2 separate regions of the Sus scrofa genome follow, and region 1 is linked to region 2. The links are chromatin contacts, called in public HiChIP or PLAC-seq maps. All regions are on one chromosome and are shown on one strand. The core of a region is the stretch at or near the end of the contact, and the rest is flanking DNA. Distances in the headings are between cores, read along the strand shown.

The links. HiChIP or PLAC-seq counts read pairs in DNA pulled down with a chosen protein or histone mark.
Region 1: an H3K27ac HiChIP or PLAC-seq map of skeletal muscle shows a contact between it and region 2, with 2.9 times the contacts expected there. The contact joins two enhancer-like sites. A contact is called at or near these places in 3 of 47 Hi-C or Micro-C datasets (psoas muscle and skeletal muscle) and 2 of 2 datasets of contacts at active chromatin or transcription factors (alveolar macrophages and skeletal muscle).

Annotation. Positions count from the first base shown.
Region 1 is chr13:180,138,330-180,144,887 of Sscrofa11.1, forward strand. No RefSeq gene overlaps it. Among named protein-coding and RNA genes, the nearest start is that of NRIP1, 230 kb to the left of the region's middle. Within about 2 kb of position 2,297, at least 4 of the 83 cell types and tissues checked have an H3K27ac peak or open chromatin away from gene starts, as enhancers often do. A contact at or near this core is called in skeletal muscle, where this site is marked.
Region 2 is chr13:179,982,240-179,988,255 of Sscrofa11.1, forward strand. No RefSeq gene overlaps it. Among named protein-coding and RNA genes, the nearest start is that of NRIP1, 69 kb to the left of the region's middle. Within about 2 kb of position 4,137, at least 2 of the 83 cell types and tissues checked have an H3K27ac peak or open chromatin away from gene starts, as enhancers often do. A contact at or near this core is called in skeletal muscle, where this site is marked.

The DNA.
Region 1 (6,558 bases), core at 1,047-3,546, 150 kb after region 2:
TGAAAAAGGAAGGCTCAGGGTTCCCAGTAAGCTTCATTTTATTTCCCCCCCCTAAGTATGGTACCTTGTGTGTCTTCTGTGCCTCATGCCTGCAGGTGTGTGAGAAGTAGGGTAGTCATTATGAGTAGGGACTGGGGATGTGGGGCTAATTGCTCCCTATGTGGTTTTTCAAATACTTTCCCTGACATCGTCAAATTGCTCCTTGTAATTCTAATTTCTGAGACTTTCTAGTGCTGTTAGGGGCCAGATATCTTAGTAAGCCCACCTGCAAGATTTTATTACCTCCACTCTTCTAAATTGTTCTTCTGTTTACTCCAGTCTTTGAACACCACAGCTTGGGTTAAAGATCTATTCTAATTTTTAAAAATATATTCAATTTGTTTGTTTTCATTTATGCGTTTGTTTTTTTTTTTTTTTTTTTTTTTTCCTGATTGCTAAGTTGTTGGGTTTTGAGAGGAGAGAGGATGTTTTGACTCCATCAATTTATAATCACAAATCTGGTGAAGAGATTTTGAGGGATAGATTCTCATTGTAAAAAAGATCAACATTTTTTTTTTTTCCTTCTCAGGGCTGTACCTGCAGCACATGGAAATTCCTAGGCTATGAGTCAAATCAGAGCTGTAGCTGCAGGCCTGTGCCACAGCCAGAGCAACATGGGATCCGAGGTGCATCTTCAACCTACACCACAGCTCACAGCAATGCTGGATCCTTAACCCACTGACGAGGCCAGGGATTGAACTCACATCCTCAGGGATACTAGCTGTGTCTGTAACCTGTTGAGCCACAGTGGGAACCCCAACATTTATTTTTAAATGCAATAACAATTTATGAATTAGTGCTTGGCAAAATTGTCAAGAAGAAAAGCAGAATATTTTGGTGTCCTACAAGGAAAGTCAACTTGAGAAACGAAATGAAGATTTAGCCATTTCTGGTGGGTACTGAGTCAGAGTGGAGACAGTTGAGTGATCTTTCTGGTTAACGTTATCACATTATCCTAGACTAATGCCATGCTCTCCATTTAAGTAGGTGCCTGCTGAGATAAACAGAATGCTCATATGGGGCAGGTAGCAAACACTCACCACTGGATAGTTCTGGTAGCACACAGACAAATTTTTATTCTTTTTCTCTATTCTTCCTGCAGATTACTGATACAACAAAACATTTTGTAATTATTTTGGTGAGAAAGAACAAACATTTATTGGGTGCCCACTCTACCACATACAGTACTATGGCTTTATACATTATTATTATTATTGCATGATTTTTCACCAGATATTTGTTACATTTTAAATTTATATATTTTATTTGAGATTTCAAGGCAGTCCCTGATTTCTGGATGAAATATGAAAGATTCTTGTCATTTTCTTGAATCATTTCCTGGGAAGAGTTTCACATGTGGGTAACTACATCATCATTTTATAATGATTCTATAGCTTTGATTTTTAATTATTGATTTCTCTCTAGATTTGTTCATAAATCTGTGCATAAATCTTTTCTTGACACACATCAGACTTTAACTGCAAACTCAACATTGTACAGAATCCCACAAAAACAGGGAACATGAAATCTTTGTATTTGATGGGGTTTTAAGAAAGCAGGTCAGAGTCCAAAACTAAATACAAGCTCTTGCTCAAGTTTAATGAAAAGCCAAAAAGAAAGAAAGAAAGAAAGAAAGAAAGAAAGAAAGAAAGAAAGAAAGAAAGAAAGAAAGAAAGAAAGAAAAGAAGGAAGGAAGGAAGGAAGGAAGGAAGGAAGGAAGGAAGGAAGGAAGGAAGGAAGGAGCAAAGCAAAGAAAAAAAAAGGAAGGAAGGGAGGAAGGGAGGGAAAAGGAAAATATTTTAAATTATAATGTGTAAACACACACACGCACGCTACAACAACAGAAATACACGTTTCTAATCACTTCACATTCTTCTACTTCCTGCACAGAAATGCTGCAACAACAAAGAGTTTTTCTGAGGCTGGATGCTGCTTCTCATTTTGCACCTGTTTCTGAGGTGAGCCAGACTGGCAGGAAGAGAAGGTGGGACCGATTCCAAAGTGTTAGTCTTTAGCCAGTCACCAGAGTCACAGCACTCAGGGTGAGCTTGAACCACAGACACATGTTAGATGTTCATCTCTGCGTTAAAAAAAGACTTTGTGAAAATAGCGGCTGGTCCTGAGCCCAGCAAGCATAGAGAGGAAGAATGATAAGTTATCCATTTCTAGAAACTTTATAAATATAGGGCTTGCTTAACACAGACTGCTGACCTTGAATTCCCTTCTTATGAGTATGTTTGTAATTCTGAGAGCAGCCCCAGAAAACTGGAGAACTCACAGAGTGGCTATTAATAAACAGTGCTCTGAAATTTACAGTAGTCCAAAGGGTAAAGACAGGTGTTTTACTTCAATATTGGAGTGAAATGCTGAGATCAGGTGCTGAGGAGCTACAACTTTGTCTGAACACTGTGGGCTGTGTGACTGTATCCATGTGAGTCCACACACTCATCTTTGTAAATGCACAACCCACACACATGTACTCTGAGAGTACAACTGACCCTCAAACAATGTGGGGTTTAGGGGCACTGGCCCTCCAAACAGTAGAAAAGCTACTTATGACTTTATAGTCCTTGCTCCATATTGGTGACTCTGCATCCACAGAGTCAACCAACCTTGGAGCATGTAGTCCTGTAGGAGGCTGCTACCCTTGTCACTCAAGGGTCAACTGCATTCACTTGGATGTGCATTCTGTAGTAGATAATGCTTATTTAAGCACATGGAACAACTTGAATCAATACAGCAATGCCTTTGTTTCTAAAATCATTCTAATGTTCATATGTTTTCAACAATGGTAAATACCTACACTTAATAAAATAATGGTGAACCTAAATATTTTCATTCAAGGATGATGTTAATGAGATTAGGACTGGTTGGTATCATGGGGACAATATTCAGTTCTCTCCTTAGACTGAGTTAATCTCAAAATGTAGGGAAAACAACCTCAACTCAACCTGTTTCCTAAAGAGAATTGACAATAACACCTTCATTCATTCACACTGGTTTTTCAATATTTTAAAAGCAATTACCTGAATCTCACATCTCATAATTAAGTAGAAATTGGAGACCAAACACTTGGACGTAATGCAAACTTCAGCAATATGAGCACCCAGTTTCAAGGCTGGATTTATAATACTTCCTTCCTTCCATTTTATTTAGACATTTCTTTTATCTTCATCCTTTCCTCCCTTCTCCTGGCTCACCATCTCCACTCTGTCATTTTATGGAATAAACTGTAGTGTGAAGAGCATCTTCAACGAAGTATATCCTATGGCCTTCCTTAAGGTAACTCAAACTTGTACTTGGCCAAAAAAGAACTGTATGCTAAATTTATGTATGTTCCCGGAGACAGAGAGAAACTATTTTTTCTCTGTCCCCTTCATGAGACATTTAAACAAGTGGGTAACAGGTGCTGCATGCCGGGAACACACTGTACTCCGAATATTCTTGAGAGAAGCTGTTCACTCTGGGGAAAGCATTTCATTTCTAAGTCTTAGCGAACACCACTTGCGTTTGGTCAGTCACTGACTGGAGACACACTTGCTTACGAAAAGGGATTTTATTGGCATATGGATAGAATTGTTTCTCCAAATATTTGGGGAGGGGGCTAAATTACTTTACACCTACCAAGTTGGATAATAACTGTCTTTCCTTTGGGACAAGATATTTCACCTGCATTTTGAATGGAAGAAATAATTCAAAAGCAATGTACTAAAGCAATGTCTTATTCTCATTTGGGGAAAAAAAAGATGTTTGATTTTACTAATATGAAACATAAAACTTGGTTGTGCCAAGACTGTGATACTCATGCAGGAAAATAAAATAATGTTTGAGATACAAACAAAGAAATATAGGTCAGTAAGATTAAGGGGCACATGCCCATGTTTTTTTGCCTTAACCTCAGCATTAGCAGCTAGATCTTATGGACTTGGCCTAATAAAGACAATTTACACAGCACTATGGATAAGAAGACAGCCCCAGAGACAATATTTGTAAGCCATAAATTACTAATACATATGTACTTATGATGAATAAAATATTTTGCAATACAATGAGCATGATATTGCTTTGAAGAAATAAATAAAATCTAGGTTTCTGGAGGATTAACTCTATCAGCCCCTTAGGATATATATTTTTCTCCTAAGCCATTTTCATTGCCTAGAGTTTTAAGTATCCTAGTGTTTAGAAGTGACAGGCTTGTTCATATAGAGCAACCTTCTAACTCTCCCAGGCAGAGCAGACAGTGATTTGAGCCAGTGTTCAACACATTTTCGAAGCATGGCAAGGTGCTCTTATGCTCCACACCCTCATCCCATTCCCTCCTTGATGTTTGTGAATCACAATCCAGCTTCAAAAGCCTTATACAGCAGTATATCACTTAGAGATTAAATTCTTTTGCAAGAATGATGGCTATATTGAACTCCATCTGTAATTTAGTGTTCCAGGCTAAATTCTTTATGCCTGTAGGCTAACTTTTAATGATTCTGGATGACAACAGCATAGATTTGGTGTTGGGAATTATTTGGGAAAACTAGACATCAGAGAGAAATTTGTACTGGTAACACTAGGTCAACAAGTAACATCAGAGGTTTTTGAGATCTGAAGCAAAACACTCCAGGTGGGACCTTAATACCATTTCAGCTTATATTTGATTTTATTTAAAAAAAAATTTTTTTTGTCTTTTTGCCTTTTCCTGAGCCATTCCCATGGCATGTGGAGGTTCCCAGGCTGGGGGTCGAATTGGAACTGTAGCCATTGGCCTACACCAGAGCCACAGCAACACAGGATCCAAGCCGAGTCTGCAACCCACACCACAGCTCACAGCAACGCCAGATCCTTAACCCACTGAGCAAGGCCAGGGATCGAACCTGCAACCTCATGGTTCCTAGTCAGATTCGTTAACCACTGCACCACAACGGGAACTCCTCAGCTTATATTTTAAAATGTGTATTTTTAATGGTCTGGAGGAAATCTCCACTTGACTATTTCACCACATCTAACACTAAATTAATCTCCTTTTCAATTTAGACCTATTTCCTGGCTTGTATTTTCCATTTTGTTGGGGATATTTTCATTCCAGTTTTCAGGACAAGAGTTGAGGGATATGAGTATCATCTTCGCTGCTTGTTGCCACCATTTTCTATGTCTCACCTTCCATCAAGTCTTTTCCAAAGATTACCTTTGTACTTAGCTTTCTTCTCTATTTATATGCAGTTAGCATATTGGCTGTGCCGGGCTTTCAAAGCCTGCAAAGCCCATCAGCTGTCCGCCTCCATTCCCCAGCTCACATTCTCTGCCCTTTCCTGGGTCTCGCTCTACTGTCATTACAGTTTGTGAAGGGTTCTCTGCCTCTGAAACTTTCTGTATAGTCTTCTTTCCTGAGACATACTTCTGGTTCCTCAGATCTGATGTCTCTCTCTCTCTCTTTTTTTTTTTTTTGGCCACCCCACACAGCATATGATGTTCCCAGGCCAGGGATCAAATCTGAGCCACAGTTGTAACCCACACTGCATCTGTGGTAATGCCAGATCCTTTAACCTACTGTGCCGGGCTGGGGATCAAACCTGCATCCTGGTGCTGCAGAGATGCCACCAATCCCACTGTGCCACAGTGGGAACTCCATTTCCTTCTGATGTCAATTCCTTTACAATGCATCCTAGACATCATGGTTAAATCACTTAAATGCACTTTCCCCAGCACCCTCAATTTCCCACTTTGTTTCTCTTTGGGCATGAGAAAGAGAACACAGCCACAACCATGGTGATACATAACCAAAGATGACTATACCTATTCATTTTATTTATAAATATTCTTTTTTTGTACCAGTGTCCTTGGTCCTGAGCATTAAAATTCCACAATGGGGCCGATCAGTATCACCACTCCTCATTCTAAACCAGCAGGGCCACCAGTGCGACTAGGTAATTCTTTCTCTTATGTCTGATTATGGACTTTCTATATTTCCTCTTTTTTTTACATCCCTCTTCATCATGCTTCATCATGCTTTCATCTCTCTAACCCTCAGCAGTTGACTCTGTCTGATTCTTCAAACAAAAGAGTAGCCATTACGAATGCTCATCTTTTTCCTCGAACCCTGACCTCTGACTATAGCATCCATCCTTATCCATCTTCTCTTCTCTCAGAGCACAATATCCTTTGGCCTTCTCACTATGACATCCTTCCTCATACTCTAGTACCTTGATCATCATTTAACCCCTCTTTTTGTAGCTATTCTGAATTTCTTCAGCCCATCCCAATCTTTCCTCCAGAATACATTGATAAGTTCAGGTCTCCCTCACCCTCAAAAATATTTTTGTCTTGTTTCCCCTTCCCTTCAAACTACTTCTTAATTCCTTTTTCAATTTGTGGTTAATTTTCTGGGGAGGGGAGAAGACCACATTTACTGAGTCTACTTTTCCAAATTTCATGTAGTTCTAAAATTATTACTATCTGGCTTCCTCTCTTATTACTCTACTGAGATTATTTTCCCTTTAGCCACAAATGACATCCTCATTGCCACAGTCT
Region 2 (6,016 bases), core at 2,887-5,386:
CGAAATATGTCTAAGAAAAACTATAAGCATGATAAATCCAATCTAAGAAGACTGAAATGAGAACATTTTAATCACCAAACAGAACCCAGAAAAAGAACCGAAGGGTTTTAAAAGTTATATCCACTCCTAAAATTTAATAAGATTCTGATTTTGCTAATGTTAAAAAACCTCATTTCTACTAAATGTAAAAATTAGAAATTAGCTTTATCATATATATAAAGCATATCAGCACTCTTGGTGAAATTAATAGTAAAAAATTATTCCAAGTAGGTTCTGTGGGACACGTTAGTGATATTCGGATAACCATCAGTGCCCCTCTCTCCACGTATAAAATGCCCTATCCATTTGTGGAATAAATTGATGGCTGAAAATCTTCACTATATTATCTCTTTTATGGTCCCTAGTTCACCATTTAATATGGAGGCCCTAGGCCCTTTCTGCCATCAGTCAGACGTGGACCTTCTGCCAGTTCTCAGACCCCAGGTTTAATCAAAATGCCTGGCTCACCAAGCCCTGTTTGCATCCTTCATTTGTCCAGTTCTTAGGGGAACTTTGTCAGTTTGAGATATATCATTCTCTCTGCAAATAGAACCCAGGAAGAAAATCTGAATGTTATCAAGCATGGATGATCAATCGCTAAAGCACTCTGAATCTCAGTGACCACTGGGCTTAAATGATATCCTTAAGGAGAATCCAGAAAGCCATCTTTCTAGCCCTCAACTTGGCCTGCTGTGGAAAATGTAGACCCCTGCCCTTTACCAAATATAAACTACTTTTCTAGGTGAGAAAAGAAAATTGCAAAGGCAAGGCCATGCAGAGAACCAGCCATTTCCTGGGGTAGGTTGACTGAAATTCCACTTGACAAAGCCTTTTTTAGCCTTTCTACCCCAAAGTGACCTCTCCGCCACGGTTTCCTACTTAATTGATGTCTTGCCATTTCTGTTCATATATCCTCAGGTGATGAGCTGTCAGAGGGCACCATCTTTAGGTCTCCGTTAGAGCCACCGATTGGGAAGATTTGCTCCCGTTTTCTCCAAATCTCCTCAGAGCCCTGGTCCTGGAGTCTGGGAGACAGGGAAGAAAAAAGGGGAGCGAATTTAGGTTCTGCATTTTGCTTTTGTCAACCTCCTGTAAGTCATTCAGCCTCACTGGCAGTTATCCTTTCGTATGATGGAGGTAATTATAAAAACCGGTTTGAAAAACACTTTGATATCCTCAGGTAAAAGAGACTCTAAAAGAGCAGAGGAAAATTATTATTAGAAGGTCCATGGTTTCTTAGCTTTTTCCACATGCAGCTTCCTCCAGGGAAGTAGATCCATGAAACTAAAACCAGTTTGAGAGAAAAGGTACAATACAAAACTCTTTAAACAAGGAAAATGACTTCAAAAAGATGAGCCAGATGAAACATAAAAGTGAAAAATTAAAGCCATGGCGATGCTTCTATAGCAACCTCTGCACCATTGTCAAGAATGAACTTAACACCAGTACACAAGTTGTGGTAGTGATACCGGCACCTCGTGTTGGTATAACATTTTTCCCAATAACCTCACAGCTCTTTGGGGACATAAAATGATACTTATTAAATCTTCAAGATGCTAGCAGGCTGATTTTTTTAGGTGAGATAATTGAAGCCTGATCCACTTCATTGATTAAGCCAGTAGAAAAATGAGAACTAGAATTCCATTTTCCCAGCCAGCAACACAGAAGCAAGGAACTGGAAGGATCCGCCATCTCACGGTTTCCATCGAAAATCTCGCTGTTGGAATCTAGTCAGCTAAAAGGTACAGATGGAATTGCTGGCATTTGTTCTGACTTTTGTCTTACCATTTAGAAAGTATTAAAATATAATTATTTATGAAGGTCCTCCTAGGCAGCTGATCCTTGCTAAAAGAATAAAAGATAACAGACAAATCAAAGACAAAAACAAAAGCCCAAGTACAGTATTCAGTGTCCAGCCACAAGTAGATCATGGAGTAGTTAAGGAGAACAGACATATACATAAAGCAATCTGTGGACCAAATATTGTATTTCATTATGAAGTGCTACCTACTCTGAAGAGCTTCCATGATTATGGTACTCGACAGTAATCTTTCTTTTTAACATGTGTAGCATTCCTAACACTGTGTTTCTTCTACCATTTGTAAAAGGCATATATTGCTTCATGCCTGAAGCATGTTGGTTTTTTGGTTTGTTTGTTTTGCTTTTTCAGTGCTGCAGTCATGGGCAAATGGAAGTTCCCAGGCTAGGGGTCAAATCCAAATCAGAGCTGCATCTGCGACCTTCGCCTCAGCCCACAGCAACACCAGATTCTTAACACACTGAGTGAAGCCAGGGATGGAACCTGCATTCTCATGGATACTAGTTGGGTTCTTAACCTGCTGAGCCACAATGGGAACTCCCCAAATCTTTTTTCATATTAAATTTTAGTCCTATGCTTCACAGGGTCCAGGACCCAACATAAGGGCTCAACAATGTTTGTTGAATGACATACTGATATAATAATTTTTGAATATAGACAATTAACTAGATCACAAGGACAATATGTGCAACAAAATTGCTGAGCGTGTTTTCATTCATAATTAAAATCCATTAGGCTCAAACCAATTAGGAAATAATCACTCCACTCCTGATGTTCTTTGAGTGCTTCGATAGCATTTACGAATTAGTTATAGTTGAAAAGTTCTTTATCGTTATTTCACCATGCTTCAAAACCATAGGAATTTAACTTTTACTTTCCTCAATAGACAAATGATATAAAAAAGACAGGAACTTACATTATCATCGTTTCTTCAAGATTTCCTTGTCGTCTTTGCAGTGCCTAGCTCTCTTTGGCAGGAATAAGGAGAAAGAGGTTAAACTAAAAGAGAATAGAATGCAGGAGTTCCAGAATGTATTTGGAAGGACAGCATGGGAACAGAGAAGGCTGCCAGCCTTGTGTTTCTGGGATAAGGTGAGCAAGTAGTCTTGGATAGAATTGCATGATCACTTTTACTCCTCACCCAAGGAAAGGAGGAAAATAATTAGGTGACAACTCACTTACTTCTCCTTCATTTCTTTCCTCTAACATTCTGTGCTTTGTGGAAAAATAGCACCTACTTTGCATGTCTGATAATCATGTGTTCATGCAAAATGATCTCCAAATTAAACTAAATTTTCCTTTCACTCATTGGGTGTAAAATAATTCATATTTATATATTAAATTCTGGCTCAGTCAGAGAGATACACATGCACAGTTAAGTTTGCAATTCCCTTCCCTTCGAGATGCTCCCAGTCTTAGAAACAATGACTTTACAGGGACACGTAGGACTTTCCCAGAGCTAAAATAGTAACTAAACTTATTTTTAAATAGATCAGTATGTTATTTATATTATGCATCGGCTTAGGACCAATTTTGCTATTTCACTTATCTCACCACCCTGTCCCATTCTTCTGAGAGAGGGAGAACAGAATAGGAAAAGCCATAAGGATTTTCACTCTTTCATTTCTGGGGTGATGTAAAAATCCCTTTCGTGAGAGGTGCTAGATGTATTTGGATGCTCCAGCACCACGACCCTTGCAGGCAACACTCCTCATTGTTTCCTGAACTGCACGGCATAACTTCTCAAGAGAAGCCCAGATGTCCAGGCCACCCAGGGTCAACCAAGGTCAGATCCTGTTCCCACTATAGGGAGTGAGACACTGGAGTTGGCTTTGCCCAAAAATAGCCCATGTCCATGTGGTAGAATTAGCTTGATATCGCCAAGCTCCAAACTTGGAGCCAGAGTCCTGCTTTCAGAGGGAAAGGACTCCAAGCCCTTTAACATTGCTGTTATGCAAGTTTTTAATTAGTCATGAGGGCACTGATAGCCAGGCCCTGAGACAGTATCATGATGACCCGGGCGGATGCCTCCAGAGGATGCCAAAGGGACAGGAACGGAGGCTCCACCTTTAAGAACATATTTTCTTTCTACCAACCCTAAAGGGAGTCCAAGGAAAAATATCTTGGATTTCTACTGGAGGAAGTTCATTAGCCCAAATCTCTCTAATTAACCATCATTTGTTATGGCATTTTCACCTTTCTTATTTTCCAAAACCTGGTCATCCCAACAACTTAATCCAAGTAATGACAAATTTGATTGATAGGCCAAACCTCCATTAGACAGATGGACTTTATATTTTGAGCCTTCTCTGGCACTTGAGTACACGCATCAAAATTGGGTAGATGAAATTTTAACTGTTCTAGAAGAGAGAAAATGCAGTCGACTATGTATAGAATGCTTATTTTTCTCCGGAATCTGTTCTCAGTAAAACTCTTATTTTTAAAAGGCTTTTGCTAAACTATTAGTGCACCATAAATAATGATTTATAAATGTTACCTAATAAATCACTTCCCTGGCTCATACTAAATATTAGCATCCCTTTTGTTTTTATAGATAGACAAAATGAAAGCCATAGATTAAATTAATGGGAAGAAAGTGAACTACAAACCATGGTTACTTCTACTTTGGCAAAGTGAATTATTCATGAAAACTCTATTGCAAGTTTCCAGTGCCAAAGGTAGCCCTTAGGATAATTTTTCTCAGCCTCTGGGCCCTGGGAGTAATTGCAAAGCGGGTAGCAATTACTTTTGGCATCTTCCCACTTCATATCCAGTGCCCTAATCCCACCTACCTTTCTGGAACCAAGTATTTAGTGGCCCTATCAAATTTTATTGCTTTCCAAACTCTTTTTAGAGTTACCCCTTTCATTTCTACCCTGTACTGGAGGGCCCTGGAGTCCACAGTTGTTATATTCACACACACACACAATATCAGAAAAAAATTTTCTTATGGGCTCAAGATCGTTCATACTGAGGTATGAATGACTAACATGCTTGAGAATTTTAAAAGAAGTGTGTTGATTAAAATGCAACTTTAGATGGCTGTGATATGTTGGGGAGACAATCTTTAACTTCTTTGTTTCCTCGTTTATGACCTAATGTTAACATGCCCAGCTCCCATCTGCCCAAAAGAACAGAGATGAATGATTTGGCAATTGGTATTCTGCTTCTGAATGATTTCTTGAGAATCTAGATCTCGACATGGAGACTCTGTAGACATCAGGCGTATTGGCCACACTCTCTTATCACATCACCTGAGGAAGGGTGAACAGTCTAGCTCCCTGCTCCCCAACTCATAACAGACAATACGATGTGGGACTGTAGATAACAGCCTTTAGGTTCAACTTCTGGTGTGTGAGTTCTGGCCCCGCCACTTAGTAGCTGTGTGACCCTAGTCCATTTACTTAATCTCTTCAAAAAATGGAGATATGAATAGCTATTACCTCAGCAGAGATTTTAAGAATTCATTGATGTAAGAAGTATATCATGCAGTACCTGACATAAATTAAGAACTCAATCAATGTTAGCTATTATTATCATTAGAGCATCTAGTCATTAGTACACACCGTAATAGCATCTACCAGGAGATCCCCAGTGGGGAGCTTCAGGGCATACTGTAGTTATATCCTTCTCTGAGCATCCTAGGTTTTAGTATTTCACCTGCTTTGGGATTTTTGTTTGTTTGTTTTCTTTCTGTCTTTAGTTATTTGTTTGGAGGTGCTGTCCATCAAGCACTGTGCTAGGAACTGGAAACTATGGTGAGCTATACAAATATGGCTTCTATGTAGGTGAAGCTTTTGGCGCAGAAAGAATAACGGGCAGAACTAATTACAAAAGCAATTTCAGTGATGGTAAAGGTGTTATGAAAGTATGTAAGTTTTAGGGGTGGGATACTAACCACCAGGATCAGGAAAGAATCCCTCTTGAAGGATGAGTGGGAATTAGCTAGTTCAGAGTTGGGAGTGGGAGAGTAGAAAACAAGTGGGGAAATGGTATGTTTTTCATACAAATGGACTGAATATTTGTTTCCCCTTCAAATTCCTGTGGAAGCCCTAACCCTCAGTGCAATGGTATTTGGAGGTAGGACCTTGGGTAGGTAATTAGGATTAGAAGAGATGGTGAGAGTGGAGCCCAAAGATGGGATTAATGTCCTTATAA